Regions from separate parts of the Zea mays genome. Here regions 2 and 3 are each linked to region 1. Evidence: chromatin contacts called from public Hi-C data. All regions are on one chromosome and are shown on one strand. The core of a region is the stretch at or near the end of the contact, and the rest is flanking DNA. Distances in the headings are between cores, read along the strand shown. Region 1 holds the start of LOC100217312 (F-box protein PP2-B10). Region 2 holds the start of LOC103627883 (phosphate transporter PHO1-2). Region 3 holds the start of LOC100285265 (casein kinase I).

Region 1 (2,700 bases), core at 104-2,603:
GAAGTCCACTCCAGCTATAGCGCTAGCACGGCGTGTGCTGCTTGGGCCTGATCTCGACGCCCAGCACGACGAGTCCTCTCTTCCAACGGCGGCAATCCACCTCCTGCACCCTGACCTCCACCACCGCCGCGTCGCCCTCGTCGCCCGCCACGTGGAACTCGCCCATCTCGACCTCGGCCCACCCGTCGCCCCTCCGGCGGGGGCACCTGATGTCAGGGTCGGCCTCCCGCGTCGTCGTCAGCACCGTCGTCTTCCGGCCACCGCCGTAGCCCCTGCGGAGGCGCACGTACTGCTGCTTCCGCCGGTGCGCGGCCTCCTCCTCCTCCCCCTGCATGTGGTGCAGGCAGATGGCGTGCTCCGCCGTCGTCGTTGACGTCACCGCCTTGCTGCCGCTGCTCGTAGTCGTCGTCGTCCCACTAGCGCCGCCGGAGGAGACGGTGACCGTGGCCTTGGGCGGCGGCATCCCGACGTGGCACTCGAGGCCGTACGAGTCGTCGGCCATGGTGAAGACGAGGTAGGCCGCGTAGGTGGTCCCCGGGGACAGCAGCGACAGGCTGAGCTTCCCGCTGATCTCCAGCCAGCACACGTCCACGAGCTCCGCCACCTCTGGGAACCTGATCGTACGGTCACTCGATTATGACATAATTTTTGTGATGCAACCATGAACCATGCATGCAGTCATGCAAACTTATACGTCAGTGCGTGCTTTGTCAGTACCTTCGGAATACGTGCCCGCATGCATGCATGAACAGATATGGAGGCATGCATGCATGATGAGACGTGTGTAGAATCAAATAAAACAAAAGGTAATGTAGTACGTTACAGCATGGGCATTCGTGATGGACCCACCTGGACCCTGGCGGGCTAGCGGCCCACGTCCAGCACGAAGGGTCGTCTCCCCACGCAATGCTGAGGGCCCTCGCCGACAGCACGAAGCATCTGGCGCCGCTCCGGATCGACCGTACTGGTGCTACGTTACGAACCAATGCCATGGTGGCCCCGTCCTCCAGGAGGACGGGGCTACAGTCGCAGAGGCGCGAGAAGGGGTCTTCCTTGGACGCGCAGCAGCCGGCGGCGACCGGCCGCTCGTCGGCGCGCGCCAGGACGTCGTCCGCGTGGTCCGGCGGCAGGAACCGCGCCCAGGCGGCGTCGGAGTCCGCAGCGGGCCTGAAGGGCGCCGGCGACACCGCGGACGAGTGGCACGCGTCGCCGAGCGTCGTCAGCGAGATGGCGTGCGCCACGCACTGCTCCGGCAGCCGGCAGACGATCTCCGCCGCCGATTCCGTCGCCATGCACGCAGAGTACTCGTACGTACGTCCGCGTCGCCGGTGTGTGTGTGTGATGATCACGTCGGGTCTCGGTTGAGTGACGGCGGCGGCTGCGCGCGCAGCTAGCTTAATATAAGGGGCAAGCTTAAGGGCTAAGGCTCAGCAGCCGGGCCGCGCGGGCGGGTGGAGTTGGAGCGGTTGCTTCGCTGGGTCCGGTCGGAGGCCGTTGCTGTGTACGTGCTGACTCGGAACGCCGTTTTATTAAACCGGAAATGCGACCTCCTCTCCTCTTTTTTTTTCTCGGCCCGAGATCTCCTCTGCCCCCACAGAACCTTTTTGCTCCATGGGCTGCTGACATGGTTGGCTTCATACCTCACCTCTCAGCACATACATATGGATATTTCAGAGCAGCAATTCTTCTATTCGGGAAAAAAAGAGAATCATCTTTACTTGCGTGTGACACAAATTGTCGTCTGACTGCAAAGGAACGACGCAGAAGAAACGGCAGACGAAATGAAATGCGATCAATCTTTCCCAATACGACGACATGATCTCGATCGACCAGCGTGGCTGTGAGGTCAGAACCAGAACTAAAGATGGATTCCTCTTATCCGCACAGAACACATCCCAAGTCCAAAATGCGATTCCTCTTATCGACGAATTGTCCAGTGTGATTCCGCGGTAACTCTTTACGACCAGAAGATTACAAAGGTCAAACAGTATTAGGAAAACTGCATGCTTTCTCTTCTCATGGTCATAGTAAAACCATCACCAACATTAAACAATGCACACTAGTCACAGTATGCAGCTTATAAACTCGAAACAGCACATGCTGCAGAAGATGTGCGAACGCACAGCGAGATTGCTTAGCCCAGCAGTGCAAGTGCAACCTTCCACTGCTACTCCTGCCGGCTTTTTCCTCTTCTTTTGGCCCCCAGGGCCCTTCTGGTTTTTTCATCGTCCTTCGATTTTTGCTGCCCATTGTTCAGTTGTTTCACAAAGCAAGCAGGGCTATCAGGGAACTAGGGCGAAAAAAAATAAAGAAACATCAAAGGTTTTCGGGGCAAAAGAGCGTGCTTTAAGCAAACTGTGCCCCTTTTGAGGTAAGATTAGTGCCTGATCTACGCAACCCACATGATCCACTGGGACCTTTCGGAGAAGAAGCCTCCATTGTTTCTTTCCCACTACATTTCTCACCAGAAAGAAGATAAAAAAAGGGGGGCCATATCTAAACAAGCTTTTATTAAAGATCTGTGCGAGTGCCGGCTGGGTGCCAAGAAACAGGTGATGGCCAGTTAAACAAATGTGGCGAAGACTTCGCCCAAGCGTCAACCAAGCAAAGATAGCACAGTTATAGCATGTCATCTACACTGGGATCATTTTGGTTCATTCACGCCAAATCGCTCCTTGCTACTCTCCACCAGTTGCGGTT
Region 2 (2,700 bases), core at 88-2,587, 170 kb after region 1:
TGCTCAACACATAGGTCGTTCGACTGAGTTATATGGGTTTTCGATCGAGATACCGATTCAGGTACAATTATTAGATTTTAAGTTGAAACCGCAGATAAGATATTTTTCCCGTTTTATCTTTGTTTTATGTTCGTCCCCTCGCCACCGTGCATGCATACGCGATGTCTGGATCGTTCGTTAGCATCCCCATCCTGGTCTGCGCTCACTGCAGTAGTATGTCGTGCTTTCGGTTGCGGGACGCTGCAACACATCAGCAGTCAGAACACTCGCTCGTCGTCCAGCGTCGTGTCACCATCCGGGTTGTTGGCATACTACTCCTCCGCGATCCGCTTTTTCACCCTCTTGCTCGTGCTCGCATCCGCATCCGCCGACCACACACACATGCACGCTAAAACCCGTGCGAAACGCAAAAATAATTTTAATCTAATCCCACGAGCTAACTAACGGTTAATGAAGCTCAGTCATAGTAGTTTCTGCGAAGAGGACTCAGGTGCGCGTGCGCATGCTGTCGCGGCGTCACCGCCACGTCAGAGCCTCGCCTCGCCGCCGGTGTGGGCGGCTGCATGCACGCACCAGGCACCACCGCACCACCAGCACCTGGTACCTCCTCTCTGATTGTGCTGGTCCTAGCTCACCGCACTAGTTAACAGGCGTTGCTTAACTTTGATAAACAAGATATAAGATGAGCACGCTGCTGATGACGACGATGAGCCAGAAGCCAGCAGCTAGCAGTTGCAGGCGTTGCGTAGAGACCAGACCAGACTCGAGAGCCCGGCCGGCCCTGCTGAATTCCTGGGACGCAAACGCAATGGCTAAGAGGCAAACGCAGTCCCAGACTTCTCGCGATGCCCAATGCATGCCATGCCATCCATGGATCCGCGCGCGCCTGTCTTTTCGCCAGAAAGATGGCGCGGAACGCACAACCGAAAGCCCCCGCCCCCCGGCCACTTTCCTTTCTTATGCCAACAAGCAAAATAAAAGCACCCATCAACTCACAGCACGCAATTCATCACTATCGATACATGTGTATCTGTATTTTCAGCGGCGTACGGTATCTCTATCTATAGTTACGCATTGCCTTGGACACCAGCATTTTTTTTTAAAAAAAAATATTTATATGTATTGTTTTTTTTTTTACATGCATATGTCATGTGTGTGTGTGAGTGAGAGAGATAGAGAGAGTGATTGAGGGCATTGTGGGAGCATGCGCAGCATGAATAATGAACTGCAAGTGCAAGCTCGATCTCCACTAGATCGAAGCAGCGCAACACGCATCCAGAATGCACATTCCACCAGTTTCTTTCTTTCTTTCTTTGCACTGCACTGCTGCTCGCCTTTATTTAATTTCTCCCCTGCATCGACCTAATATTGTTATCCCCTGGCTGGCTGGGCTAGGCTAGCCTAGCAGGTACGTAGGCTGCCCTCGCAGCACCACGCACAGGCGCACTAGCTCTCTCTCTTAGCGAGCGGCAAACCACTCTTCTTCCTCCTCCATATCCATCTCCACCTATATAAGCCGCGCGCCAGGCAGGGTTGCTTCCGCCACCACTCCTACATACCGGTCCCTGTCCCTGTCGACCCCTCGAGGCGGATCCCACGATGGTGAAGTTCTCGCGGGAGTACGAGGCCAGCATCATCCCCGAGTGGAAGGCCGCCTTCGTCGACTACAAGGGCCTCAAGAAGCTCGTCAAGAGGATCAAGATCGCCCGCCGCGACCGCGCTGCCCGTAGTACCAGCAACGACCACGACGACGCCACCACCACCACCTATGGCTTCTCCGTCCTCGACCCCGTCCGCGCCCTCGCCTCCCACTTCAACAACGCCACGCCCCCGGCCTCGCCAGTACGTCGTCGCCGTCGCCCTTAGCTTCTCTCTCGCTCGCCCCAGCCGCCCGGCGCTCGCTTGTGCTACATACTGTTCGTTGTTGTGTCGGTCGTGCTCGTGTACGTACGTACGTACGTCGTCGCCGCCGCAGACCGACCGGTCGTCGAGTGTTTCTGACGCGTCCGGCCGCTTGCGTTGCGCGCAGGAGGGCGGCAGCGACGACGCCTTGAGGAGCTTGGAATCGGATTCAGGGGAGCTCGTGAGAGCCACGGACAAGCATGTATGCAGTGCTCGCCCTTGATCTCCATGGATCGATCATCTAGCTACTACTACAGTCGTAATATTCATTATTAGTACTATCATTCTATATTTAATTAGCTGTTATGGATTGAACAAAGTAGGACAGGGAAAAACAAAGAAAGAAAGAAAGAAAGTTACAGTAACTACACACGGCTAGCTAGCTTGTTAATTGTTTACCCATGTCATGTCGTACATATACTTATGCGCATGCAGGAGCAAGAGTTTGTGGAGAGGGCGGACGAGGAGCTGGAGAAGGTGAACAAGTTCTACGCGGCGCAGGAGGCGGACATGCTGGCGCGCGGCGACGCGCTCATCGAGCAGCTCCGCATCCTGGCGGACGTCAAGCGGATCCTCGCCGACCACGCGGCGGCGTCGTCCCGGCGCGGCCGCGCGCGGCTCGCCCGGACCGGCGGGAACTCGTCGCCGCCGTCCGTGGACGGCTCCAACAGCGGCCGGCACCTCCTCTCTTCTCCCTTCGTGGCCTCGTCGCCGCAGTCCATGTCAGGTAGCTAGCTAGATAGACACGTCTGCACTGCACACCGGCCGGCAGGCACGTCCATGTCCATCACATGAACC
Region 3 (2,700 bases), core at 200-2,699, 220 kb after region 1:
AAAATGCAGGGCTTTCGCTTGTAAAACAGAAGAAGATAAAAAGGAAGCATCGCAAGAAAGAGCACCAGGACCTTTTGCATCAGATCGAGGGGTTTCTGCGTGGAAGCTACGCGCCGCGCCGACCATTTTTCCTTTTCATTCATTTACATTCAATTACCCCATCCTGTTCTTTTTTTTTTCTTCACCTTACATGTAATATAGGGTTGGAGAAAATGCTCTTGTCTCGTCGGCTCGTTTATTTCATGGTCGAGTCGAATCAATTTGTTTGATTTTTTTATAAACTATGCTAGCATTCTAGCTCATTTTGTTAACGAGTCAGCTCGCAAGCTAAACAAGCTATTATATTTCAGCAAAATAAAACTATAGTTACGTGACTCCCTTCCCATGTACGCATGCATTTTCTGCACCGTATTTTTACATGAGACATGCCATGTATTTTATTGTTGGTTGAGAATAGTGTTCGCAACAAGTGATTTTTTTCATCGGACCTAAACGGTCTGAGAATTAATGACAAAAATATGCAAAAAAAACAATTAAGAGTTGCAGTGGAGTAGGTGAACTAAATTATTAGACAAAATATCTAGTGTTGGACTCCGCCGATGCACAGCAAAGCATAGCCAAAGCCAGAGCGACGTGGTCGAGCGCAGAAGCACGTGAAGCCGAGGGGACGTGTGCAGAACAGAAGCGGGAGCCGGGCCGGCCCGGCCCGGATTGGAGAGAAATCTGCTGGTCGACGCGATGCTAATTGCAGCTAGGACATGCCTTGCGTTGCGCGCGTTTAGGTTTAGGTTACGTGTATTGTTGTAGTAGGAGACTGCAACATTCTACGAGGGTGGTCCAGAAGAAAAAAAAGAAGGTGAAATTCTAATAGCTGATTTGGAAACCCAAATTTTCCAAAGTTTTTTATTTTTTCATAGGAAATTAGTTTATTTCTATCGAGAAATTGAAAATTCCATATAAAAATCGGGTTGTCAAACTAGCTCTAAAATTGCAACCGAGACCGGATTCCATGGGACGAAAGGAAAGGGTGGAGAGGACACGAGTGATGGGGGACGCGCAGCCCGTCATGGATTAATCATTACTGTACGTTTATAGGCAATTACTGTTACATGTATATAATATACTCCATTTCATTACCTGCATATAAAATAAATACACATGTAATGTAGTTATGCTGTCTTTCAAAGAAAAGGGAAAGAAGATGTTTTTTTCCTTCGTCCCAACAGCAGAGAGTTTCAATGAGCGAGAGTATTATTTTTTTACACTATATTATTATTAAGAAAAAAAGTGGCGGCCCGGAGAGAAAGCGAAGAGCAACAAGAGCAAAGCGAAAGGCGGGCGCAGCTGTCCGCTGCCTTGCCTTGCCTTGCCTTGCCTGTGCTGTGCGAACCTGCTCCCAGTTAGTAGTATTCAGTTTCCTTATCGGCTGCTGCCCATTTCCGCCCCCTCCCGTCTTTTCCCTTCCGCGTCGGTCTCCTCCCCCACTCTTCTACTTCTTGCTGTCGTCGTCTTCTCTCGACTCCCCGTCCCCTCCCTCTGCCTCTCCCACCCGCCGCTTCCGGATTCCGCCGCCCGTGCCCTCGCCACCAGGAATTCCACTCGGAGTAAGGAGTGTTTTCCCCCGCTGCTTGCTTCGCTTCTCCGGTCCCGGGACCCGCCCCGCTTTCGCCCGACTTAGATTCCACTTCTGTCCGTTCGCTCGCTCGCTCCTTTGTTCTTATCCCCCTTGCTTTGCTCGTTCGTTCGATTGGAGCTAGCCGCTGCGTGGATTCCTCGGCTCGCCGTCCGGATCTGGCCTCGCTGAGCTGCAGCTGCCGCGAATCCCGACTCGATTCGGCCGCGCTCGGATCTCGCCGGACTAGCGGGGACCGAGGCCTCTCGATTCGCCTCGGGGCCGAGATGGATCATGTGGTCGGAGGCAAGTTCAAGCTCGGCAAGAAGATCGGGAGCGGGTCGTTCGGGGAGCTCTTCCTAGGTGAGTTCCCTTCCCTGTCGTCTACCCCCCCCCCCCCCCCCCCCCCCCCCCCGCTCCACGGACTGATAAGATAAGATGCCGGCCCCGTCCGTGTGTTCTCGTCGCTCGGAAAGGCGCTCACTTCGTTTGCTGTTGCTTTGCTGCTCGCAGCTGTGAACGTGCAGACCGGAGAGGAGGTCGCCGTCAAGCTGGTACTGGATTCTCTCCGATTGCTATTTACTTGTTACCATATGATTGGTCTACTTCGTCATTGCTGCTTCGATTGCGCAGGAAAATGTCAAGACGAAGCACCCGCAGCTTCACTACGAGTCCAAGCTATACATGCTTCTCCAAGGAGGAAGTAGGCCCTAGAGTCCTGTCCTGTCCTGTCCAGTTTTACTTCTGGGACGGTACTCTGTGGTTAGTTGCTAGCATGATGCGCGAGTTGGGCTAACCTTCCGCTCCCCCCCTTTTTTTTGTTTCGTCACAGCTGGCATTCCGCACCTGAAGTGGTTCGGCGTTGAGGGGGAGTATAACGTGATGGTGATCGATCTTCTCGGCCCTAGCCTTGAGGACTTGTTCAACTATTGCAGTAGAAAGTTTTCTCTCAAGACCGTGCTCATGCTTGCTGACCAAATGGTGAACACTAAATCCCAGATTTTTGTTCAAACTCTTCCAGTTTGTTTCTTAACGTTAATCTCAGTTCGATGTGCATAGGGAAATTGCTAGTGTTAACACGTTTCTTG

Evidence for each region. A called contact is a pair of places that touch in the nucleus more often than the background predicts.
Region 2: a contact with region 1 is called in a Hi-C map of leaf mesophyll, with 2.2 times the contacts expected there. The contact joins the promoter of LOC103627883 here to the promoter of LOC100217312 in region 1. A contact is called at or near these places in 13 of 25 Hi-C or Micro-C datasets (bundle sheath, ear, endosperm and 5 more) and 2 of 3 datasets of contacts at active chromatin or transcription factors (leaf and seedling).
Region 3: a Hi-C map of ear shows a contact between it and region 1, with 1.7 times the contacts expected there. The contact joins the promoter of LOC100285265 here to the promoter of LOC100217312 in region 1. A contact is called at or near these places in 2 of 25 Hi-C or Micro-C datasets (ear and leaf).

The regions. Positions count from the first base shown.
Region 1 is chr5:223,652,204-223,654,903 of Zm-B73-REFERENCE-NAM-5.0, reverse strand. LOC100217312 (F-box protein PP2-B10) reads right to left here and starts at 1,353. Exons shown (of 2, transcript NM_001143658.1): 1 at 850-1,353; 2 at 1-614. The coding sequence starts at 1,292. The coding sequence ends at 23. It overlaps LOC100272405 (Trimeric LpxA-like enzyme), which reads right to left. Exons shown (of 16, transcript XR_553885.4): 16 at 1,899-2,242.
Region 2 is chr5:223,480,711-223,483,410 of Zm-B73-REFERENCE-NAM-5.0, reverse strand. It overlaps LOC103627883 (phosphate transporter PHO1-2), which reads left to right and starts at 1,337. Exons shown (of 15, transcript XM_008648190.2): 1 at 1,337-1,842; 2 at 2,030-2,104; 3 at 2,338-2,629. The coding sequence starts at 1,600.
Region 3 is chr5:223,435,232-223,437,931 of Zm-B73-REFERENCE-NAM-5.0, reverse strand. LOC100285265 (casein kinase I) reads left to right here and starts at 1,449. Exons shown (of 14, transcript NM_001158159.2): 1 at 1,449-1,975; 2 at 2,126-2,166; 3 at 2,246-2,315; 4 at 2,445-2,593. The coding sequence starts at 1,900.